Linked DNA regions of Pan troglodytes: region 2 is linked to region 1. Evidence: chromatin contacts called from public Hi-C data. All regions are on one chromosome and are shown on one strand. Each heading gives the region's core, a stretch centred on a gene start, on an enhancer-like site or on the middle of the called end of the contact. The rest is flanking DNA. Distances are from core to core; before and after follow the strand shown.

What was found. A called contact is a pair of places that touch in the nucleus more often than the background predicts.
Region 2: a Hi-C map of induced pluripotent stem cells shows a contact between it and region 1, with 2.9 times the contacts expected there. The contact joins the promoter of RTL1 here to the enhancer-like site in region 1. A contact is called at or near these places in 3 of 7 Hi-C or Micro-C datasets (induced pluripotent stem cells and stem cell-derived neural progenitor cells) and 1 of 1 other capture datasets (stem cell-derived neural stem cells).

The regions. Positions count from the first base shown.
Region 1 is chr15:98,675,000-98,680,280 of NHGRI_mPanTro3-v2.0_pri, forward strand. LOC129137009 (a long non-coding RNA gene) reads left to right here. Exons shown (of 4, transcript XR_008539097.2): 4 at 38-1,586. Among named protein-coding and RNA genes, the nearest start is that of DLK1, 57 kb to the right of the region's middle. Within about 2 kb of position 1,837, at least 4 of the 24 cell types and tissues checked have an H3K27ac peak or open chromatin away from gene starts, as enhancers often do. A contact at or near this core is called in induced pluripotent stem cells, stem cell-derived neural progenitor cells and stem cell-derived neural stem cells, where this site is marked.
Region 2 is chr15:98,910,012-98,915,944 of NHGRI_mPanTro3-v2.0_pri, forward strand. It overlaps RTL1 (retrotransposon Gag like 1), which reads right to left and starts at 1,912. Exons shown (of 3, transcript XM_520846.8): 1 at 1,311-1,912. It overlaps LOC104002164 (a long non-coding RNA gene), which reads left to right. Exons shown (of 30, transcript XR_010151034.1): 3 at 4,134-4,199; 4 at 4,972-5,933.

The sequences.
Region 1 (5,281 bases), core at 587-3,086:
CTGGAATACACCAGCGTTCTTGATTCCTCTTCTGCAGGGATCAAGAGGTCTGCTGTGTGACCTTCTTCAAGTTCCCGACCCTCTCTGGGCTGCAGTCACCTTATTCAGAAAATGGAGAGGCTAGACAAGAAAATGCTGCTAATCTCACCCTTTTCCGGGCTGGCATTTTATTGAGCACCTACTAGGCGCTGGGCATTTTGCTAGGCCCTTCGTGCACACTGCCATGAGAAATCCACAGCAACCCCAGAGATGGGTTCATCAATAACTCACCAACAAATACTACCTGAGGCCCCACTGTGTGCCGAGCAGGGGCATAGGTACTGGGCATACCTCGATGAACAAGGGAGGTAAGGATGTGACTCTCCTAGACCTTTCTGTCTAGAAGAGGAGATGGAGAATAAACATGGAAACAAGCAAGATCATTCTGGAGAAAATGCAATCAGATGATGTGCTAGATGGTAACAGAGAGAGGTCGAATGAGAGAGAGGGCCGTGACAGCCTCTCTGAGAAGCTGAAATCCAAGCAGAACCTGAAAGACGAGGAGAAACTCAGATACATAAAGACTGGGAAAAGCATTCAAGTAGAGGGAACAGTGCGTGCAAAGGCCCTGAGGTGGGTGCAGTAGATACCACAGGCCCCCTCACTCGAGACCCCTCCAAGCACCTCCTGCCCTCTTGTGCCACAGAGCTCAGAAAGCTAAAGCAATGTTCCCCAGAGGTCCTGTGGCCAAGGTCCTGCATGGGCCTGGGTGACCCCTGCAGAAGCTTCTGAGCAAGACTGAGCAGGGAAAGAAAGGCCATGTCAGTAAACCACCCTCCAGTGAGCATGGAGGCAGAGAGTCTCATCCTGGCATCCCAGGTGCTCAGCAGAGCAGACAGCAGCAGAGGGGCTCCCTAGAGCAGCTGGGGGCCCTGCCTGTGCCGTCGCTCTTTCCCCTCCCTGCCCTCTGGTCTGACATCCCATTGGCATCACACACGATGCCTCCCGGAGGTGCTCTTGTGCACACAGCAGGTCAAAGTGCCAGAGAATTCGATCCTGTCCTCTTGGGAACAGCCCTCAGCCAGCAGTGAGCCCTTAGGAGGATGCTCTAAGCTCTGTCCTCCCCGGGTCCAGAGGTCCTGGGACGGAGTGCCATTGTGGAAGCAGTGACAGCTTGATGAAGCTCCCTGGGCTGGCCCCTTCCTCTCTGCCTTGTTCCCCGTTCCCTGCAGTCCTGCAATCACCTCCCAAATAAACCACGTGCCCTTGCTGGAATACTTGTCTCTGGGTCTGCATCTGGGCACCTGCACGGCACGTGCTTGTGTGTTTCTCTCAGCTGATTTTGTTCCCACATGGGCAGAGTCAAGCTTGGTTTCCTGGAGATCTCAAAAGGCTTCGGGCACCCCCGACCAGCCCCATTCTGATGAAATTCATGAGAGGGGATCCCAATGATGACAACTAAGACCTGCTGGATACTCTAGGTGTCTACTCTCATCAGCCCCTTTCTCCAGGCAAGCTCATGAGACTTGGGGATGGCACTGTCCTGGCTCTCGGGGTGATGGATTCTCAGGCTCCTGCCTTGGTCCTGGGCTGGCCCTCATCCTTTGGTAAGTGTGCTCTTTGCAGGAACTGAAAAGGTTAATAGGGCTTCCGCAGGCTCCCAGCCAGCTGCTAGGTAGCAGCTTGGACAGCCTGACGATGCAGCTCATTAGGTAGCTGATTACAGATGAGGACGGCAGCATTATCTCACTCCTCAGGCAGAGACGCGGCCACGAGCCCGCTGCCCTGCCAGCCCTCTGACAATAGCGTCGCGTTGTTTGCTTAGCTCAGGCAAACATGCTGCTCTGTACCTGGCCGGGGGTTGGGGGTTGGGCTCAGGGACTCAGAGGAGGAAGCAGCTCAGCTTCTCTCCAGGGGCACCCAGCAGACAGTGAAAGCGCCAGCCAAAGCCCCTGGTAACAGGAGACAGAGGGCTCCTGCTGCCCTGACTGCTCTCGACCCGCCCTCGACCCGCAGATACAGGGGTGGGAGCCCACTAACATCCTGTGACCGACACCGGCAGGCAGCGAGAGATGGGAGGCAGAAGAGCGAGCCCAGGGTCCCCAGGGCTTCGTGAAGCTGTGGAACCAACACCAGCAACTGTCCACCTCCAGGTTTCTCTCTAAGTGAGAAAAAAAAAAAAAAAAGCCTCGTGTGTTTAAGCCGACACAGATTGAGTTTGCTGTAACTTGCCTCCAATACCATTCATAATTTATAAGCTCATGTGCTGGCCCACAGAAGCAATCTGAACAAATTCTGAAAGTTGAAATCACTTGAGTCATGTTAAAAACAGTGCGGGGTCTCCTTTATGTCCTCAGGAAACAACCTCCTCCAGGCCTCCACCCCAACCTTGGCCATCCCTTGGTGAAGGCACTTTACCACATTGTCACATACATAAGTAGCATGTGCTTTGGAGTGTGAGCTCTTGAGGCCAGCCCAGGGTCTGGCACAGAGCCCGACTTGGGGAGACGGTCAGATGGTGTTTGTTGAATGACTGAATGGTGTGCATGAATGAGTGAAATGGGATTCTCATGAGAAGGGCTGATTCAAGACCCTTTCCAATTCTGTGAGTCCACAATTCCTCACTGAATTTGGGGCTAGTGAGGGAAGAACTGGGAGTTGAGTTGGTGCTGAACTAAAGCCCTGGTTTGTGGTGTTTGCCAATTTCCCTGGTGTAAATACTCCCACCATGGCTGGTTCAAGCTGCCAAATGTTTAAAAAACAGCTCACAAGATCTCTTGAAAATTTAACAACGGGTTCTTACGAGCCAGTCAAGCCATCTCCAGCCCCGCGTTTATTTCTACTCATTTTCCTTCCTTCTGAGCAGGAGGCGCGAGGGAGTCCATCTCTGCAATGGAGACTGAGGGGGAAAGGGGCCAGAGGGTGGGCATGCAGATGTCGTAAGGGGCTTGGAGTTTGTCCTAAGGGCAGTGTTATTGATTTTTAAGTGTGTTCAGATTGGCATTTTACTGTGCTTCTGAGTAGTGCAGAGAGGAGGGGATTAGAGCCAAGTTGCCATAGGCAGGCAGGGGAGCTGGGAGGCTGCGGTCCCGTCCCAGTGGAGAAGGAGTGGGGGAGTGGGGGGTTAGGAACTGCTGAGAAGTGGCGGTGCCGCAGCCTCATGCTGGCCTGACCGTGGCTGGCCCGGGGGCTGTTACAGGAGGGTGACCCAGCGGGGCCACTGCATGAGTGCTGGTGCCATTTTCTGAGATGGGAAAAAAAATGGGAGGAGGAGTAAGATTTAGGGGAAAGAAGAGGAAACTCTTGCCTGCCTGCCCATTTTCCTCCTGAATTCTCCCCTTTGGGGAGGTCTGGTCTGGGGCCTGGAGGGCTCTTGCATAAGGCACAGCCTGCCATTTGGTTAGTAGGGGAAGGGGTGGAGGGATGCATGAGAGGTTAAGCAGACAGATACTGACTACGGCTGTGTGTGTACAGGGACTTCTGGAGGGTCCTGACATGAGGGGATGCAGTGAGGACACTCCACAGTGCCCACTGCGGAAACAAGGGACCCAGCTTGAGATGTGCAAAGGACTTTGAACGCCAGGGAGCAAAATGAGTGTGACAGCAAGCAACCTGTGGTCCTCCGGCTGGGACCCTGGCTGGGCTCTGAGATGCTCCCCACTGGGTTTGGGGGGCTGCACGGGCAGCCAGAAGGCCAGCTCAGGGCTTTTTCTGGGGGCACACGACACAGTCGTTTCCCAGGCCAGACAGGTACACAGGATTAATAAGGCCAACACGCTCTCCCGGGGGTGTGCAGCTGAGCTAGCCTTGCTCCAACTGAACCATCAATCACTCCCCCCTAATAGCTCTGCAGGCGGCCACTCTCCCCACCAAATTGAAAGCGAGAATCCGGGCTGCTGGGAGGAAGATGCTGCAGCCCCTAACCACCGTAATTATGAAGTCTTGTTGGGGAGAGATGCTTATCTTTAATGTTAAGTGAACAGAGCAGGAGACCAAACGTCCTGCCTGCGTGTGTGCGGCCATGTGCAGAAACGTCTGCCTGGAAACAGGGCTGCCTGAGACCCTGTCACTTTCAAAGTGGGGATGGAGAAATGAGCTGGGGGCACTTCTTACCATTAAAACTGCAATTAATATTGATACCTTATTCTTTTATTTTAAAAGGTTATCTTTTCTCTTTACCTTAAAAGGAATCAGTTCACTGTGAAATAGGTGGGAAATATATGAACACAAAGAAGGAAATTGAGACCCCATAAGGCCCTGCCACAGGCCGATGACCAGGGTGGGGGTTTTTGTTATGGGTTTTGCCCCATGGCTAGGTGCATGCACATTTTGTTGTTTTTACATAGTGGAGATGATTCACTGTATTTTTAATATGTATTTTAAGTAAGAGACTAGTCCCAGGGGTGGGGCTGAACTGAGAATGCACATTCTGTTAATTTAACCAGTAAATCCGATTTTCAAATTCCCCTTACAGGGAGAGAAAGGAGAATATTTTGCTCACTTTCAATAGTTATCGACTCATCCCCCCAAAGCCGGCAATATCGACCCTGCCTTCCAACACACTTCTGGAGCTTGTCCGGCACACGGGGTTGATGCCGGGCGCTCCAAGGGGGCTGGAGCCCTCACCCCGGCTCACACTGGCCTGAGATGAAGTGGCAGCTACAAAGTGCTGAGGCTCAGGTGGTGTCCCTGGAGGAGGCCTCTCTGTGGTTCTCTGTGACTTGGAAAGTCAGAACTAAGGTTGGTGAAGCTCTGTCCTGGAAAGGCATTCTGGGTGGGGGAATGGCCTAAACAAAGGTGGGGAGGCAGGAACGCAGATGAGGAGGCAGGCGGCCTGCAGTTCAGCTGGCTGGGAACGCAGCCAGCTTTTCTTTGGGTGTAGTCTTTTGCGCCCGGGTCATTCTGAAGAGTGACTTGGACTCTGAAGAGGCTCCCTGGTTACTCCCCACTTTTCCTCAAAGCTCCAGCGCTGCTTCCTCTGGGAAGACTTCCATGGTTTCTCTGACGGAGACACTCCCCTACTCCAGGCCTGCAGCACTCACCTGCATCTCACACTGCGATGCAAAATTTGTGTGATTAATGGGTTCAAATGTGCCCCCCTCCCCTGGACTTTTCAGGGTGCTGGAGCTGCTGGCTTGCTGTTCCCAGTGCCAAGCCCAGGGCATGGGTGCTCAGCCATATGGAAGGAAGGTGCTCACAGTCCCCACAATCTATCAACCCACCCTGCGGGTGGAGGGACCGTGACTGTGGCCCCCACACCCCTGCCCCTCAAGCTCCTGCCTGGCTGGAGCGCCCGCCTGGA
Region 2 (5,933 bases), core at 662-3,161, 240 kb after region 1:
CGCTTGCCTGCTCAGGAGTTGGTGCTGTGGGAGCTTCTCAAAGGCCTAAACATGTGGGCTGCCAGCCTGGGCAGGAAACCGTGCTGCAGCCTTCTCAGCCAAGCACTGGCCTGCCTCTCTCCCCTCGGATGCCTCCTGTAACAGGGAGCTCCCTCTCTCCCCAGGCAGCCTGCTCAGGGCTCGCACGCAGAGCTGCTTTGCTGAGCCCTCCCCTGCCTTTTGCATCTGCCTCCTCGGCTGTGCAGCAGCCCTCTTGCCCCCTCTGCCCTCCGATCTCTGCAGGCTGTGGGCTCCCTCTCTTTTCAGTCCTCTCCTTTCTGTGCTGAATGGCAATACCCCCACCAATGGTGGGAACAGGATTGGGCGCCTCTACACCTGTCCTAACACCTCTGTCTCTGTTCTTTTAGACCTGGGACAGAGCCCTTTGCCCTGCTGTTCTAAAAGCCCAGGGGAGGGCGTGGTGCTCCCCGCCTGGGGCCAGCTGCTCCATGTCTATCTCTTGAGCGGCTTCTCAGCCCTCTTGGGTTTTCTATGGCCCCTTTTCCAGTTGCTAGGGAGAACACTCTGTATGCAGCCCCCTGCCTTTTCTGCAGGAGCTGCTGGCCTCCTGGCCAGCCCTGGTCAGCCCTGCAGTAGCAGCAGCAGCAGCAGCAGTAGGCAGCCACAGCAGGGCTGGGGGCTCCCGAGCCAGGCAGACCGGCTTGACTCCCTGCTCTCTAGCTGCGAGACAATTCCCTTTACTTTTCAGACTCGGCTTTTCCCCTGTGAAATGGAGATGAGAGTTTCTCCGTCACTGGCTTGAAGTGAGGACTAAATGAGATAAGTGTAGGCTTGCACACATCAGACACTTCATAAATGCTTGTGGAGTAGACGGTGGGACCCAGGGAGGGAGAGAGAGGTATGTAACAAGTGTCGCAAGAGAGAAAACAGCCTGGCCTTTCAAGACCCTGCTCCCAATACAAACGGGAACCTCTCCTGGCAGAGTCCCCTCTGCTGGCTTAATCGCACAAATCAAGTCAGCCGGAGGCAGCCCCCGGCCTGTGGAACTCACAGTAGATGCAGCAGGCAGCATAAATGACATGCAGAGCCCACATCTGCATTTAATAGACCGAGAATTTGCATTGTATATAACAGCACGAGGGGTAAAGCATGAAGGCATAAAGGAACAGTTTTTCCCGGCGGCTTCCTTGAAGGGCCAGCTTAGACAGGGGTCTGGGGAGGAGAAACTCAGCGGGGTCTGGGCATCCCATAGACTATGGGACAGACATCCATCCATGCACTCATTCTCCAAGCCACCACAGTGTACCTACCTTCCCCCGGCCCAGTCCCAAGCGTGAGGCTGGGGATGAAGTGATGCCGGTGGCTTAGTGATGCCGGTGGCTTCCTGTCCTCGAAGCTCAGTCGGTCTGGTGGGGGAAACAAACAGGGAATAAGACACTGGAAATTGAGGTGATCAAGAGGGGGTGCAGGCATGGAGATTTATGGAGCCCCGTCTTGGAGCCAAGTCCCGAACTGGGCTGTCTGCAAAGAACTCACCAGGGCAATAACCCTGCACACTGGTCTCATGAGCCCCATTAGATTGATGAGGAAACTGAGGCACAGAAAGGCAAAGTCCTATACTCACCGTCTCTCAGCTGGTGTGAGGCTGGGCCAGGATGGAACCCCAGACTCTCCGAGGCTCCCCACCACACCCTGCTGCTGAAGGCTGCTCAGCGAGGCTGTGCCGAGTGCTGGGGGGGTGTGGGTGGGCAGGGGACGGATTGATTAGTTATAAGCACCTCCCAGCGGTGCTTGAGATCCCAGCTCCTCTGTGGCCCAATCCGTTTGAAGGGCAGATTCAAAATTAGGTGGTAGCACCTATGGGCAGAGGCTTATGAAAATGGCATTATTAACCTGATGTGGAGAGGGCCCTGCCTGTCTGCAAGTAGATTGCAGATAGAGACGGAGGGGGCTGGGCTTGTTTGTGTGGACAGTGAGTTAGAGAGGACGGAGAACATCCAGGGGCCCTCCAGGGCTTCCGGACGGGGAGAACCAGATCTGGAGGGGTTGGGGCTGGACAAGTGGGAGGGGGAAGAGGGGGCACGTCTTAAGGGTGCCCCGGCACCTCAGGGAAATGCCCCAGGCTGGACTTGGTGGAGGATCTCCAGCCTTGACTCTGACACAGACAGGGACTATGGCCCTCCCCGCACCTCGGTTTCCCATCTGTGAGATAAGAGATGGAAACCAAACGTCATTTCGAGAAAAGCCCCCATTCCCACCACCTTCCTGGCCCCCCCTTCCCCCACCACCACAATCACGTTTGCCAGACACCTGTCTGCTTGTCAGAGCAATATTCAACAGGAGAGTTCCTTCGCTTCCTTCCTGGAGGGAGAAGGGAGAGGTGTGGACGGGGAGAGGGGAGGGGAGAGGTGCCCCCCACTCAGAGAGGCCGCTGAGCAGAGTTCTGCATCGGGTAGGAGTTGGGCCACCGAAGATTTGTGCCAACTCACGGTGCGGTGGAATCAGACAGTCTGAATTCTTCAGACACCAGCCAAGAGTCTGTGGCGCCCCCACGTGCCACAAGGGGGCTGCCTGGGCCACATTTCTGAGCCCGAAAAGTGAGGAGGGGGACAGTCAAGAGGGACCGGCGCTTTTGCTCTGGCAGCGGCGCTTTTAACTGCGACAGATGCGTGCGGCGCAGAGCCGGCCGTGCCGGGGCTGGGGGCTGCTGGGCGGGGGTGGTCGGGGCGGGGGGCGGGGGCTGCAGGTTGCGCCCCTCCCTCACAGACGGCTGCGCTGCAATGCAGCAGGCTGCGGGAGCTGTCCCGGGAGCTGTCCTGTCCGGTGGCCGGCTTTCCAAAGTGGGGAATGAGAGATGAGGGAGGGAGCACTTCCAGGCGCTGCGTGGTGGCCAGGCGCCCAGGAAGCCGAGGGGCCCGAGACTGCAGCGGGGCCAGAAAGAGAAGAGTAGGGGAGGAGGCCGGGAGTGGTGGATGGACCAGGGGGTAGAGGGAGGTGGGTGTGGACCTGGGGTCGGGCGCCAGTCAGCTTGCAGCCTATGAAGGACGGAAAGGAGGGCTACAGAGATAGGGGAAGAGTGGGGCTGAGGATAGCCAGAGCGGCTTGGCACACAGTTTTAGGGTAAAAGCATCAACTCTTATCTTTCCAAAAGAAATAAAAAAGCCAAAAAAAAAAAAAAAAAAAAAGGGCATTTGAAAGCTAGACAGCTGAATCCTTCCCAGCATGACTGAGCCGGTCACTCCAGGGTCTTCCTTCAAAGCGTGTCTAATGGGAGACAGCGTTGTCCCAGTAACCAAATTGGGACCAGAGTCCCAGGGAAGGGCTCATCAGGTGGCCGCTCTGCCTTGAAGAGTGGTACCCTCAGGCCCTTTTCCAGCCAGGGAAGGGCCTGGGGGTCAGGGAGAGAGCTGGAGGGCTCGGGGAGGCAGGGACTGGGAGGGAGAGTGGGGAGAGGAGCGCTGGGGGCTGCAGGAGGGTCTCTGGGCAGCTGGCGGGTGTCTGTTCCGCAACACTCTGCACCCTGGTACATCGTCCTCCGTCCACTCAACGTGGAATGATTCTCTTCCCTCTGGATCCAGCCCCTCTAGTTCCCTTTTCACTTTGAGGCATTTGCCACCTGTGAATCAGTTCCCTGCTACTCCAGAAAATTTCTCTCATACCCCAGGCCCCTCTGTTCTTTTAAATGGCACCCTTCACCCCCAGCCCTTCATCTTCTGCACTGTATTTTCACTTGTTGATTTAAAAATCCCTTTATTATGGGAAATTGCAAACAACACAAAAGTAGAGAAAATAGTACATATTTTTACTGTTTACTCAATTTTCATATTGCCATTAACCGGAAACAGTTGCCATCAAACCCTGGCCCCTCTTGTTTCATCTAAACCCTAAACTGTCCCTCTACTCCCACTGCCCAACCCCTACCCCTGGACTATTTCGAAGCAAATTTCAGACACCATCCTGTTTCCTCTGAGCATTTTTTAGTTTGTATCTCTAAATAAGAAGCTTTTGTTTCTTAAAAATAAAACCACAATACCATTATCACAAGTTAAAAAATTAATAGCCTTTCCTTAATATCATCCACCATCTATGTAGCATTCCAATATTCTTGATTGACTCATAAATTTCTTTTACAGTTGGCTTGGTCAAGTCAGTGTTCAAACTATCTCCTGCTCTTTCAAGGGGATCTGGGGCTCTAGAAGGTAAGTATGGCTACACATTTAGGGATTGAATATCTGCCTGGACCTTAAATGAGAAACTCAACCTCAGCAAACCTCAGTGTTCTCACTGAAAATGGGGCAAGTTCTGGGTCTCTCCTTGGGTCATTGAGAGGGTTAGAACATTAACCCCTGAAGCCCCAGCCGCATGTCTAATATGTCAGAGACACTCAGCAAACAGTAGCTGCGAGAATGATTCTTTTTCCCAGAAACGTTTAAAGGGGAGTTGGGCAGGGGCAGGCAAAACATAGCTGGCTATTGTCCATAAAACAAAAGGCTCCTGGCAGTCCAGGTCCCCTGAGTGGTTAAAACAGCACATGCACTACATCCCAAAAAGGGCAGCCTACAGTCTGGGGGCTGGGTTCGCCTGGACCTCCTGGCTTGCCGTTTAGCTGCCTGACCTCAGCTGTTGTGACCTGGGACCAACAGGGGACCCCGGCAGGTGCCTATCCACTAGATGGCACTCTCTACTGTGAGTCCAGGGGGGACCACCACCCCAAACTGCTTTGGCCACTGCCCAGCCCTGGGTGCCACCGGAAGATGCACACCACTAAAACATCGCAGATAATTTCTAAAAAGCACTTCTCAACATGTCATGCAAAAGATGCGGTGGTTTATTTCCTTGCATAAATCCCAACCAGATTGCAGAAGCAGAGGGAATGAACATTTAATGACTTTGCTGAGGCCAGACACTAGTATGTCTACGCTCTCTTTAAATCCTCACCCCAGCGACATCTGATTTCCCTTCATTTTACAGATTAGAGGACTTTGAGAGGTTAGTGACTTGCTCAAGGTCGGCTAGGAAGCAAGACCCAGGATTCCAACTCAGGTCTGTGTGATTCCTCTGCAAAATGGAGAGGTGGAAGGATGGATGTCAGGTCTGATGGATGGATGGATGCCTACATCAAGATACATGCATAGATGGAGAGATGGCTGGCTACCTCACGAATGCTGGTAAGATGGATGAGTGAATTGAAGCACAGGTGGTGGAAGGAGAGAGGAATGAGAGAGGCTAGTCAATTTCCCACCAAGATCAAAGGCTTACTTGATCTTTGAAGAGAGGTTCCCTCTGAATGGAGCTTGCTGGTGAAGCTCCTGCCTTCTGTTCTGCTTCTGAGCGCACTGACTGGCTCAGGTGGCTCTGGGACAACAGGTGGGATGCCAGCTTACAGGGACCAAGTCCCAGCTGTGGTGCTGGAGCTGCTCAGTGGCAACTCTCCGTCTCTGCTGCTTTCACGCAGCACTGAGGAAGAGCAGGCATCCGCCTTTCCACTGGCTCTCCTGGATGACTAAGCCCTAAGCCCCAACCGCATATTCAGCCCTTCACTGGCACTTGGCATAATTTTATCTCCTCTAAATCATCACAGCCACCCTCCATGATAGCAGTTTCTATTCTCAATTAAGTGAAAAGGAAACCAAAGTTTAGGAGTGGTAAGTGACTTACCCAAAATCGTATAGGGAGGAAATGCAGACCCAGGATTTGAACTCGAGTCTTCTTTCCTTCCAAACTCATCTCCTCAACCTGTTTATTTCCTTTTCTCTATGACCATGTCTGAAGAAATCTGCCTTGGGGTTGTCTCATATTGGACTCACTCTCTTGATCTGTCAGTGAGCTGAACTTCTCGTCCAATCAAATCCAAGCTTATTTCCGAAGTAATATCTCTAGTGTATTCTATTTGTAATGATCACACAGGCAAGGGCCACACATATCACTGGCAT